Linked DNA regions of Danio rerio: region 2 is linked to region 1. The links are chromatin contacts, called in public Micro-C maps. All regions are on one chromosome and are shown on one strand. The core of a region is the stretch at or near the end of the contact, and the rest is flanking DNA. Distances in the headings are between cores, read along the strand shown. Region 1 has its middle 17 kb from the start of si:dkey-195m11.8. Region 2 holds the start of tmt1a.1 (thiol methyltransferase 1A, tandem duplicate 1).

Region 1 (6,723 bases), core at 2,856-5,355:
AGTGGACATCCCATTTTTTGCTGCTCAGGAGATAATGAATGGGAAAACTCAAATGTTGGAATGTATGCGTATGGAGACAGGAGGGAAATGAAACAAAAGATAACACTGTAATTCCTAAAGCTTCTTATTTTATTTGTATGCAGCAATATCGCTTACCTCACCTACGGCACTGCCCGCTCTGCGGGACATATGGTAGGTGGGTCCAGGGAGGGGCAAGAGGGTGGGGCGGGGGGGGTAAAGGTTTGGGCATTATTAAGGGTGTAGCAAGTTGGTTGGCATTTTAAATCCTCATCATCAGGGGTTAGATGAGATGAGCTATAACCGTTTTTGAGAAAGTGGCAGATTTTTATTTTGGAAAAACAGAATTCTTTTTCGTTTGATTTTGACATGCTGTTTTACTTTCGGTGAGTTTTGCAGAGTGTCTATGTCTAGTCTCGTCCTGGATCGTCAGGATGTTTTTATCTGTGTTTAAAGCCATCACATCTTCAGCAATGGTTTGATTGTAGCCAGGACACACGGATAGGACTTGAGAGAGACAGCGGGAAGTCACGGCTGTTTAAGGAGAAGCCAAAGATATTTGTCTGGTTAATTGGTGTGTGCAATTTGTGTCTGGAAGTTTCTGGAATGTCCTCAGGAGGGGAGCGATCCTCTCCTGCTTAACACTTTCAGACAGACTGATGCTTGTTGACTTTCCCCATTATTCTCAGGATACAACACAGATGTATCACGTGACTCTGATGTCATCAATAAGGGCCTTCGCTGGCTCCGGAGAATGTTTGTTATTGGGGTAGAGCTAAAGCAGGAGCTCTCCCACCACACTGAACTCTCACGCAAAGAGAAGAGTAGGGCTATCTGACACATAGCCGAGCTTCCGAGATTTCAGGCTGGAATGAAAACGTAACGATGAGATGGCATCCAGACTGAGAGTAGTTCTCAGCATTGTTCAATGGAGGGCCTTGGTTTTAAACGTGCAGTTATTCGACCCCTGGTCAGCCTTTTTTCTCATCACACTAATGCCAAATAACCATTCGGCACTGGTCCCACAGCAGCTTACTGTGAGCCGGGCAACTCCACACATCAGAGCGACTACATTTTCAGTTTCTTTTAGTGACGTCAGCGGTTTTTCCTTACCCTTCATCTGGTGTCGATGGTCCAGTTGCTGCATGCGAGGGTGTTAACCAAAAAATAAATAAAAAATAACAAATAAAAAAAAAAACTGCTCAGCAAAGCTCAACCATTCTCATTTATGCAGCCATGCAGGCTCGACTGTATAAACGAAACACAAAAAACAAACACCAGATCATTCGTTTCGATGAAAAATCTAGTTTAAAAAACATGTTGTACAGTATAGGCTATGTTGTAAGCAGCACAAAATGCTGAAAAGTTAAGAATGAACTTTTTAAGAGATTATAAATAATGTAATATATAATTTTATTTTAACGGCATGCATAGTTTTTTGTAAATACGGAAACACTTTAAAAAAAAGTACTGCTATCTAATACTGAAAATGAATTATAACCTTAATAGAATGGCTTCACTCATTGCCCTGGTCTCACTAGGTAGACTGACATATTTGTTAGAAGGTGTAGATTTTTTTGACACACTTTTCACATTAAAGAGGGGAATCCAATATATGTTAAATGCAAAAAGTATATATAAATCTATACATAAATCAAGGCATATATAGAGCTATAGATCATATGTATCTGTCTATACATGTATATGTAGATGTGTGTGCGCATACATATGCATATGTATGTATATATACGATATGAGAGCACTGTCCTCCTCTGTTTTGACCTCTGCTTGGAGTGGAGGGGAAGCACTTCTGGCTGTCATTTGCTCACGTTCTTCTTTCTTTCGTGCAATACGTTCGATGAACGACCAAAACTCTGACCTGGCCCACACAGTGTGTGCTTGTGTGTGTGTAAGATGTTTGGCTTTGAGAGAGTGAGGACTGTGTGTGTGCACGGGTCTAGCTTTCAATGCACGGTAATGTACTGGCTGCTCGCTATGGCTTATGTCGCCTGTTTTTGGGAGGGGAATGCACTACCAGCAATTCATTTACACCCTGTGTGAATACGTCCTGCCATCTCCAACTCACATACTACGTACATATGCACTGGACGCCACATGTTCTTCCCTCATAAACCCTGTTTTCATCTTCCGGCCTATTCGCCAAAATTATGCCATGATCTGTCTGTCCGAGTCTGAAAGAGCAAGCGTGTGTGTGTGTGCGCGCGAGTGTATGGGGGTAGGGGAAAGGGGATGAAGAGTGTGTGACGGTTTGGTCACTTTAATTGTGTGTGATGCAGTTTGACTTGAGCTTAGCTTGTTCCTCATCTCTTAGATACACAGCAATGCAATTTGCAGTTTTAGGTTTGGTTAGGCTTTATATTATGCTTTTCTTGTCTTTGTATGTTTGTTTAAGGTGCCTTTTGCTGCCAATTTTGTTTGTCGAAAAAGTAGATGATGTTGCATAATATTCTCCTAAACAAGTGGAGCTTGTTTCAAATGAGCACTAGGAGAAAGAACTGTACTAAAGAATGTCTGTGACATCTAATAAAAAGCAAAAAAATGAACAAAAAAAAAGACAAAAGACCAAAAAAAAAAAGTCTAAAAAGAGCAAAAAGGAAAAGAAAAAAAAGAAAACTTAACTGGCATCAGCCTGACTTCATCATCAGAGATCGTCAAATAGCATGGGGCAGGAAATGGAGTGCGTCGGTCACTCGATGAATCTCTTGAAGGTTGAGTCTGTAGAAAGAGAAACAGTTTGCCTTCTGTGCTCAGCTTCTGTTGATTTTCAGCCACTTCTTTTATTTTTCTATAAATACTGATTTCTGTCTGTTCTTTTGTAGCATGACTGAGATGCTATTTCCTTCATTTGCTGACAATAACTCAAGTGGTTTTTGGTTCAAAATGTTGTTCTTATCTCTTGCCACTGATGTTGGAGAGGAGAGGGTGTGTTGCACAACCACTTGACTTAGTGAGAATCAGTGAAAGATTGTCTTCATTTGAGCACGAAACCTTTTCCAAACAATAAAGCAGCCTTCCAGTTAAGCTTGAGTGCTTGTGTTTTTTTTTCTTTCTCAGAAGGATATTGAACAATGCCCAGTAGCCTGTATAATTTTGGGGTGTGTGAGAACATTCACCTTTTCACTATGAAAATAGTCATTATACTGACTTTTTTTCACATTAAAAAAACAAGCATAAACTCATACAAAAGTAAACCTTTTGATCCACTAAAAATGTGGTGGAAGAAAAAAGTGATCATGTCCGCACACAGATGAACCAATTTAAATAAATCTTTCATCAGTTGGGCTTTTAATTTACCTTACTATTCCAGAATAGAATAGTAAAAACAAGTCTCATCTTCTCTTGAAGCCCAAAATTATATTTTATTTTTGCATTGTCAAGTTCCCATTTGATAGCATGCGCACTAGAGATTCATCAAGGGTCTCTTTTCTTTCCAAAAGATGTGTGATAAAAATGTCTTTCTCTTTAAATAATTGAGTTGTTACCTTTATATCCCTTCGTGCATGCAATCGTCAGCATAGCAGTCTATTGTTTGTGTCGCTTCACTAGGCTATGTTGTCTACAGAGACTTTATTTTCTTGTTTTGCAGTTAGTTTTCTGGGCTCCAGAGATGTCAAGTGGCCTTTATGGCTCGAATGTCAGCGGGACTGTATTCAAGAAGGTGTCCTGCCTCCAAAACAATAGACTAACTTGACAAACTTGACGATGAAGCCTATGCAATGCTAATTACAGGAAGTCATTTCATATACAGTAAAACAATATTTTTCATAGAGTTGTAGAATCTATGACACATTCCCGATGTTTTAACTACAACTCTGAGAAATTTTATTTAGTATATTGCTCATTGCTCATCTCCTCATAGCATTCAAGCTGTTGAAAGGACCCAAGTTTTAATGTTAAACAAGTAACTGAAGATTTCTGCATAGTGGACTTGCCTTTCAATCAAAAACCTTAAACTCCAAGTCATGAAATACTAGTTCAAAACAGCTCAGTGTTCTGTCTCACTAGCTCACGTTTTCTTTGAAACTGTGAGTTTAAAAGTATGTCTTCCGCTGTTTGTTGTCGACACCTTGTGGACAAAATAGTGCAAAAGCTATTCAAAACGCATGCGCGCACTAACTGAAAGCGCGGTTTGAAATGGCCAAATTGTGCCTTGTCATGCTACAGAAATGGCATTTTTCTGTCTCTAGACTTAACACTTGACAACATTTCCAGGTTTACTTCTTCACCTCCTTTATTGTAAATAAATTATTTAAAAAAAGACTAGAATGTAAATGAATAAATTTACTTAGGCTTAATTTAGTTTCCCAATGCTGGGTTGCAGCTGAAAGGGCATCTGTTGCGTAAAACATATGCTAATTGGCGGTTCATTCTGCTTGGCAACCTCTGAAATAAAGACAAAGCCGAAGGAAAGTGAATGAATGAAGGCCTAATTTAGTCCGCATATGATTTGGTTGGATACCGTGCAGCAGATATTTTGTAAAATGCATATTTTATAAAAAATTGTTACCGTGTAACACCACTAAAGATCATTTTGTTTCTCTCTGATGATTTATTTGTATCACTGGTATATCACTGCTTGTTTTTCCTGTCTAAAATAAAAATTGTGTTAAGATACATAATAATTTAAAGATAATATTTTTACTTCCATAGAATTCCGCTAAACTTGAGAATTACGATTTAAAACTTGACTTGTTTATAGATGATTTTCAAATAAACATTTTTAATATAATAATTTTTAAATGGTAGCAGAAATGAACTAACATTGTGAAATAGCCTAATACTTTTAACAAATCTGATTGAAAAAAGTAAAACATCCTTATTTGTCGCATCATCATTATTTTTACTATAGCCTAATTCTGCATAGACATGCAGAAAAAATAAGAAATAAGATTTCATAAAAACCTTTAATATTGCCAAAAGACATAGGGTAAAACCAATGACAAAAATAGTACACGTCATCTTTAAATAAATTCACAAAACATATTTTTAAAATCATTAAGCCGTCAATTATGCTTTATAAAGTCATAAGGTAATTGATTCATATGGTTTAAGTTTAAATATTAAAAAATAATTTGATTTTTTAAAGTTCATGATTTTTTAAAGTTCAAGTATTTTAAGTTACCCACACACACAAATGTTACAACAAAAAGGCTCAAGACGTCCACGACAAAAAAGGTCATAAATGTTTGATGTTGTAAATTAACTGAATCAATAACATATGGACCTTTTTCTCTACCAGCATAAGTTCAGATCATAGAACTATCAAAAATGTTTAAATACTTATTATGGTATTTAATTATAGAGAAGGAAACAATGGTGAAATACATTTCAATAAAATAAAATCTATTTTTGCATAAGTTAACATGTTTCTGGCCAGTGGTTGATTCATTCATTCATTTTCCTTCGGATTAGTCCCTTTATTCATCAGGGGTTGCCACAGCGGAATGAACCGCCAACTTATCCAGCATATGTTTTACACATCGGATGCCCTTCCAGCTGCAACTCAGTACTGGGAAACATTCATACACTCTCATTTACATACTGTAGACTATGGCCAATTTAGCTTACCCAATTCACCTATAGCACATGTCTTTGGACTGTGAGGAAGACCGGAGCACACGGAGAAAACCCAAGCAAACACGTGGAGAAAATGCAACTCCATACAGAAATGCCAACTAAACCAGCCGGGACTCAAACCAGCGACCTTCTTGCTGTGAGCTGATAGTGCTTACCACTAAGTCACTGTGTCCGGGCCAGTGTTTGGCTTTTTATATTTCTTTACTTTAAACACTGAAATAGCCTACCCTTATAAAAGTGATCGCTTTATTTATTTATTGACTAAAATGTGGAATGTAATCTCATTCAATAAGATACATTGGTAAAACGACATATAGGCTACATAATATAAGACACAATGTTTCAGCTGCTCTGTTTGTAATCACTGTTCTGGTGTTGCTGGATCCACTCAACATTGACTTGTAAGGACTTCTGACAACACTTCCAAGGATTTGTGTTGTCAGTGAAGGGTTTGTGGATGCTCTTATCATGATGAATTGAAGGCTGTGGTGGCTGTTAAATAGCATTCCTCCACTCCGCTTCTTTCAAATGTGAGCCTAAGTCACTGAAAACAACAGTCCACATGCACTTATGTTCAAGTGGTATATTTACTTAAACTGAACAAGTAATAAACCGCTTTAGTACATATTTGGTGAATGTCAGCCATGCACAGCTACAACAATGGTAATTTCTCTTCTTTTGTCGAACAGGAATGAGGATAATTTGAAGAGTGCTGGAAACTAGTAGCCACCGAACTAAATTGTATTCCACTCCCCCATCCACTTTACTATGTAACTGAATGTAATTGGCTACTGCTTACCAACATTCTTCAAAATATCTTTGTTTCTATTCAACAGAAGAAAATGAATGGTGTGGAATTACTTGAGGATGAGTAAAGAGTACATTTTATAGTGCTTTCTTCACTGGAGCAACAGTTTTAGTTTAGCTTTAAGCATTATTAGTGATGAAGAATTGTCTTACTTAAAGGGCTCTATTTTAACGATCTAGGCGCAAAGTCTAAAGTGCAAAATGCAAAAGCATTAAGAGTGTGTCTGAATCCACTTTTGCCATTTTAAAGATGAAAAAGTATAGTTTGCACCCTGGTATATGGTCTAAAAGAAGTGTGCT
Region 2 (6,723 bases), core at 1,525-4,024, 110 kb before region 1:
GCTACATCCATGATTCAAAAAAAGTTGAGACCCTTTCTAAAGTGCAATGAAATAAATCATCTGTGATTTGTCACTTCTCTGTAACTCTTATTTATAGTACAAATAACAGTTTTCAAGAGCTTTAACTGACAAATGAAATGTATTTTTGATATGAATTGCTGCTATACCCTCCAAAAAGGTTAATAGTAGTTAAATTAACAGTTAAAAAAAGTGTAACCCCCTTTTCACTTTTATTTATCTTTAACTGAGTAATAACAATTGATTACATTTAATTACTATATGGTTAGGGTTAGAATGTGGTTTAGGTTTAGTTGCATGTAAATATGCATAATTACTTGTAATTACTATAGGAAGTACATAGAATCTATGACACAACCTATTACAATCAACATCAACACGGCTCAACAATAAGGACTGCTCGATGGCCCAGGGTCAGCATGAGAGACGCTCGGGACAGTAGACAGAATCGTTACTGGCCTGATCAGTGCTGCCTTGTCACTAAAGTTTCATTTTTCGAAACCTGGTAACAACCAGCACAGTGAAGAGACAGCAACATGGCGGCAACATCAAATTATGAGGCTAAAAGAAAACATTTGTTTCTAACGTCTTAGAAGCAGACATTTACATGGGTACAACATGACAACGAAAAAAATGAAGTGATGTTTTGCACTGTTTGCCGCCAGTTTTGCAAGTCAGCCACCTTGTTTTAAATAATTTAGAAGCGGCAATAAAATACCTGCACATTTTCCATACTGCTCTTTTTGTTTGCATGAGACTTTGAATTTAGCTCATTATAGATTTATTAACATTTTAAAAATAATAAAATTCTAGATTTATGGACATTATTTTTTGACACAATATTTAAAATATGTGGCTAAGGAATAGCTATTAACTTTTTTGTGTGTGGGGCAAGTGAAAATATTTACAGGCGAAGTAAAAATCTCAACAACTGGTCCGATCCGGCCAGTAGAAAAAAATCCTTAGCGTTGTTCCCTGATCAAGATGATGTCTTTAATAGGAAGTTAAATGTTATGAGTTGCATCATTTCTCATTCTGCATGAACTACAATTGCATGTTTTTGGGTTCGCGTGCTGGACTGACCCATTATGAATAGGAGAATCAGACAACGACCACAGAATGTTGTTTTTTGATTGTCAAATTTCATGGTAAAGCATGCTATTTCATGGTGGCGCAGCGGGTACCATGATCGCCTTACATCAAGAAGGTCGCTTGTTTGAGCCTCGGCTAGGTCATTTGCAATTACTGTGTGGAGTCTGCATGTTCTCCCTGTGTTCGTGTGGGTTTTCCCTGGGTGCTTCGCTTTACCCCACAGTCCAAACATATGCATTACAGGTGAATTGAACAAGCTAAATTGGCCATAGTGTATGTGTGTGAATGTGTGTACGAGTGTTTCCCAGTGTTGGGTTGCAACTGGAAGTCATCTGCTGCGTTAAACATATGCTGGATAAGTTGACGGTTAAATCCGCTGTGGCGACCCCTGATTAAGAAAGCGATTAAGCCGAAAAGAAAATGAACATGCTATTCATTTTTGAAGTTTGAGCAGCAATCTCAATTCACAGAATAAAATTATTTTTGGTTAATTAAAACTTTACAAATCATTTCTTTGTAATATTTTCAATTAAATGTAGGCCAAAGAGAATAAACAGATCAGATATTCTTGCCTTTATTGCACTGTACAAAATGACCCAACTCTGAATTGGTATTCAACTAAACCAGTCTAATCCTTTAACTACATTTTAAAAAGCTGTGATTTCAATTATGTCTCTCAATTAAAATCTATAATAGTGACTTTGTAAACAGTGTTTTGTATTACCAGAATGGCTGAAGAACATGTTGAAAAAAGTAAACCCAGGTTGAAGGGTCTGACACCACGTGCTCAAGAAAGAAAAACGCTCCTCCCTGAAAAACAAAACAATATTTATATTTCTCAACCCAATATTGTGCATTTGAATGTGTGCAGATCTATTTATTAAAAACACTTAGAAAAGACCACCTGTTTGCTGACATTTGCCCTAAAACAAACAGTGTGTTCTAATGGGATTATCAGAGCAAACGGTGAGTTGCGTAATGCTGTCACCTTTCCTCTCATATAGATTTGATTGTAATCATTACTCACTCTTTGTTGCAAATTGCTCTAGAGTAACGATAAGAGGAGCATTTATGAAATGTAATAACATGTATTTCACCTGTGCACAGGTTGTCATAAACTTACAGGCCTCAGGACCCTCTTTGCCTCCTGCAGAACTTTGTTGGTGTCTTTGACCGAGCACAGAACCAGAGTGCAAACCACAGCATCCACCGAGCTGTCCTCCACCGCCTGCAGATTCTCCCCCGACGCCACTATAAAGCTGTCGTACACCAGGTGCTCGTTCTTCTCCATACTTTTCTCCAGGTATTTCTTGAAATGCGGGTTGGGGTCTGTGCAGGTGATCTTGGAGCCCGTCGGGTAGTGCTCAAAGTTCGCCCCAGATCCGCAGCCCACTTCCAGAATGCGCAGAGAGCCTTTCGAGGGGTAAAATCGGTCCAGGTTTCGGAATAGTTCCCGTTTCTTGTCGTTCATTTTGTCATTGTACGAGAAGGAGATTTTATAGACAATGATAGGAAAGACGCGTTTGTAGAAAGACAAGAGTCCCGCCTGCTCCGCGATGTACATCGGGAGCACGACGAGTTTGCAGAAAAACGCGCACAAGTTCATAAACAGCGACATTTTTATATGACTATCAAATCTGAATCATGTTTGATAGACGAGAGAGGCGTCGTTTTGGACCTTGTGACAGTCAACCAATCAACATCTTCGACGCATGAATTGCATTACAGTCAAAGCAGTGCTCCAGTTCGTCGGCAGATGTCAGACTTGTATAAATAATTTCAGTGTTTACAGTGGGCTACTCATTTCCACTGTTTTAATTTTTTTCCTTCCTAAAAATGTAGGAATATTTTTATATATTGTTATAATTTAAACATGTGCTTAAAAATAAATGCACAAAAAATGCATTTAATTAATAAAATAATACCAAAACAACAAATGTACACTTTTTTTGTTGCACAAATTGAAAAACAAGCAGAAAATATAGTCAAATTACAAAACTGGAATAGTTTTAATCATCAAAACTAAGTGTTTTGTGAATGTTTGTTTTAATGTATAAAATACTTGAGATTCCCATTTACATTAACCTAAAATGTATATTATATACATATAAAGCATGTAAATCTGTATATTAATGTAAAAATGTAAGAATTACACATCAAATGTTTAAAAAAATCTAGCAAGACTTTGAATAAAAGCAGAAAACAAAGCAGAAATTACCATAAAACAACAACAACAAATATACACTTTTTTGCACAAATGAAAAAACAAGAAGGAAATATGGTCAAACCATAAAACTGGAATAATCTTGATCATCAAAACTAAGGGTTTTGTCAATGTTAATTTTAGTGTATAAAATACTTAGGATTCCCATTTAGATTAATTTAATTATAACTATTTAAAATGTGAAAATAACAACACATTTTTTAAAAGTCTTAGCCAATCTTTTAACAGAAGTAGACAATAAAGCAGAAATGACATTAAAAAACATAAACTTGAATTTATTTTGTAGAAACACAAGAAATGTTTACTGACAATTGGCTTAAAATTATTTTATATCCAGAAAATACACATAAAAAAACTAATTCAGTGCTAATAAATCACCCAGTGAAACTAAAATGGCATTGGCTAATAGCCTACCAAGCAAAAGCTTATTCTAAATGGAGAGGTCATCTCATTAGGTTTAATATGCTGAGTTCACATGGCCAGACGGACACTATGGTTTATCTTGGTAACCACATCAATTATCGGACCGTATAAGATCGTTGCCATATGAGCCATAGCAATAATACTTCAACAATTATCACAAACAAATAATACTGTGCACCTACAAACGTAACTATACATTTTATGTCTGATTACATCCTATTGTTCAAATGAATATGATTCATTGAATATGATATGAACTATTAAAATAATTGATTTATTGCATTTACTTTTATTATAACAGATTTATAACCATTCCTAATTTTTGTATAGCGCTTTGCTATCTTTCTATTCATCCTCCTGTCAGTTGCACTTATCCCTAATCAGGCCCTCCATAGTGACTGAGATTAGGATTGAGGATTTCTTACTTGAGATTAGGTTTACAGTAATATCTTAAACACTGTAAGCTCCTCTAAAACTTGCAATTGTATTAATCTTGGTTTGTTCTGCAGAAGGTGTGATCACGTGAAGATGCCTCTGTGTTCTGTCTGGCTTCTTTTTAAAGTGGCTTCAGTGAGCAAACACTGTCATGGCTGGTGGTGCATTGCACAGCAAGGCTTCGTCCACTTGAGGCTCATCAGCGAGGACTGGAAAAGATGCTCAAGTGGCCCAGAAGGGGGAGTTGATGTAGGCTGAAAGTCTAAAGCTGTTGTTTCCTTTCACCTCCTAACAGGATTAGAGGAAGATTAACTACTGCCCGCAACCTTTGACCACACAGTATCTGCTTCCATGACTGCACTCCCACAGGGCTTGAACCATATCCTTAAAAATGTAGGACGTTTTTACAACAGTGCCCTAGAAGTATTGTTTTTGGTTCTCTGAAGAACTTTATTTTTATTTATCTTTTATTCTCATGTGAAGGACAAATGTTTTATGCATATTAATGATTTCTCATTTAACCACACTAAGAGATTATTATTATTAATTATCAGGTTCTGTATATCTTTTGATAGATTTTTCTCATTTGTTTATGGCTATGATTTGCATTATGGGACTTTCTCAAGTTTTGATGTTGAAAATTCAACTCTCCAGTTTAACAATGTGACTTTTATTGACGTTTTAGGTGTTTGAAGCAATATAATGTATAATAAGTAATTTATATAGAAGTAAGGCTGTAAAATACAGAAAAACTGCTGACAGTTTTTTGTATCATTTCACATTAGGGCTGCACAATATATCGTTTCAACATCAATATCCCAATGTGTGCATTCGCAATAGTCACATCGCATAGATAGGCAATGTTGAGTTGGTCATATTTGAGCAAGTCTCAGTTCAGAAAATGAGATTTATGGAGTTCTTGCAGAGTTTAATCGTAATTAATTTTATAATTTGCATGTTTTTAAGGCTTGAGGTGTGTTCAGGCACAGGACATTTTACCAATTGGAAGATAAATAGGAAGTTTATTAAGGGGATATTAAAGAATAATCATATTAAATTATTTATACAATGAATGCATTGCAGTGTAATTTTTACATGTCTAAAACCACAAAACATGCACTGCTTATTTCACTTTATTCTTTGCTTTATTGAATTTTTCTATGATTGTTATTCATTTATCACGTCCATAGCCAGCTTATTGAGGGGTTGTAGTCTTTCAAAAGTGGAGCTTTTTGCAGTTATTCATCTCATTTTGTATTTAATTATGAGGTTTAAATTCTGCATTTTAGTGACATTTTAAGCACTAATCATTGCTGGATTAGCTTGTCACATGGTGATCATAACCACACCTTTTTGATGCAACAAAAATATTTTCCACATTTTTGTCAAAGTGCTTACCATACTATTTTACCACAAAGTGTTTATTTACAAATGTGCATTTAAACTGTAAAGTATTACAGTTTTATAAGTAATGTAATGAGATTATTAGACAAATTTTAAACAAAGATACATCAAAAAATGCTTATTTTTTAAAATATAAATTTATTATGATCCATCGTTTAAAACAAAAAACAATTAGGAATCTGTTTTAAACTTGTTTTATATCACCTAGACAAACAAAAAAAAGCTGGCCAGCTCATTTTCCCGGTCAGAATTTGTCCATTTGGATAATTAAAAATGTAATTTGTCTTAAAGCCGCCTTCTATTGCTTATTTTCACAATTTATGATGTCATACTGTGAAAAAGGTGATAAATGAGCTCATATAGCACCCAAATTCTGGACATTGTCAGTAAGGGGGGGTTGGTCTTTTGAACCACACAAACCCCCTCTGGCTACGGGCCTGTTTATTACATTTTATGCATGATTCACTCGTCCCAACAGAATAATATCAATCAATAAAGGTGAATACATTTGATAACACTTTATAGATGTATTCACATCAACTAGTTGCTTATTAGCATGCATGTTATTGAAATATTGGGTGCTTATTAATACTTAAAAACTATATTTTCCTGCATGATCTTATTCTACATCATACCCAATACCTAAAATACCTTAGTAATTATTGAGAAAGAGCAAATGAAAAACTTATTGAAGCAAAAGTCATAGTTAATGGTATGCTAATAACAAAAAGGAACCTCAAAATGAAGTGTGCCTAAATTCTTTCTAAATAGTGCCATTCAATCAATTCTTTAGATGCAGTGTATCACAAAATATCACTTTAAAAAAAAAAAACATTGCAATGTCACATTTTTCTAATTTTGTGTGTCCCTAATTCACATTATTAAAAATTATTAAATAAATTAAAAATTATTAAATAAATTTCATAATTCCTACATTTTTTATAGTGCATTAAAGCCAATTAAGAACCCTTCATTTCTAAGTCTAACTTAACAAATGCAAACAGTGCAGTTCTCCAAACATCAAAGATCCCATTGAAGCCTGGAATAGCTTTCTCAACTCATTGTAAACAAAACAAAGTTGACTCAACTTAAAATTTGAAGACTCAATTTTCAACCTAATTACTTCA

The links. A called contact is a pair of places that touch in the nucleus more often than the background predicts.
Region 2: a contact with region 1 is called in a Micro-C map of caudal fin, with 7 times the contacts expected there. The contact joins the promoter of tmt1a.1 here to the enhancer-like site in region 1. A contact is called at or near these places in 4 of 18 Hi-C or Micro-C datasets (caudal fin, embryo, hematopoietic stem cells and 1 more) and 1 of 4 datasets of contacts at active chromatin or transcription factors (embryo).

What each region holds. Positions count from the first base shown.
Region 1 is chr6:41,934,498-41,941,220 of GRCz12tu, reverse strand. It overlaps a transcript of scn8ab not described here. Among named protein-coding and RNA genes, the nearest start is that of si:dkey-195m11.8, 17 kb to the right of the region's middle. Within about 2 kb of position 4,105, at least 4 of the 62 cell types and tissues checked have an H3K27ac peak or open chromatin away from gene starts, as enhancers often do.
Region 2 is chr6:42,039,925-42,046,647 of GRCz12tu, reverse strand. tmt1a.1 (thiol methyltransferase 1A, tandem duplicate 1) reads right to left here and starts at 2,774. Exons shown (of 3, transcript NM_001080039.1): 1 at 2,234-2,774; 2 at 1,835-1,920. The coding sequence starts at 2,728. It overlaps LOC103911260 (a long non-coding RNA gene), which reads left to right. Exons shown (of 4, transcript NR_170237.1): 3 at 2,218-2,383; 4 at 4,267-5,301.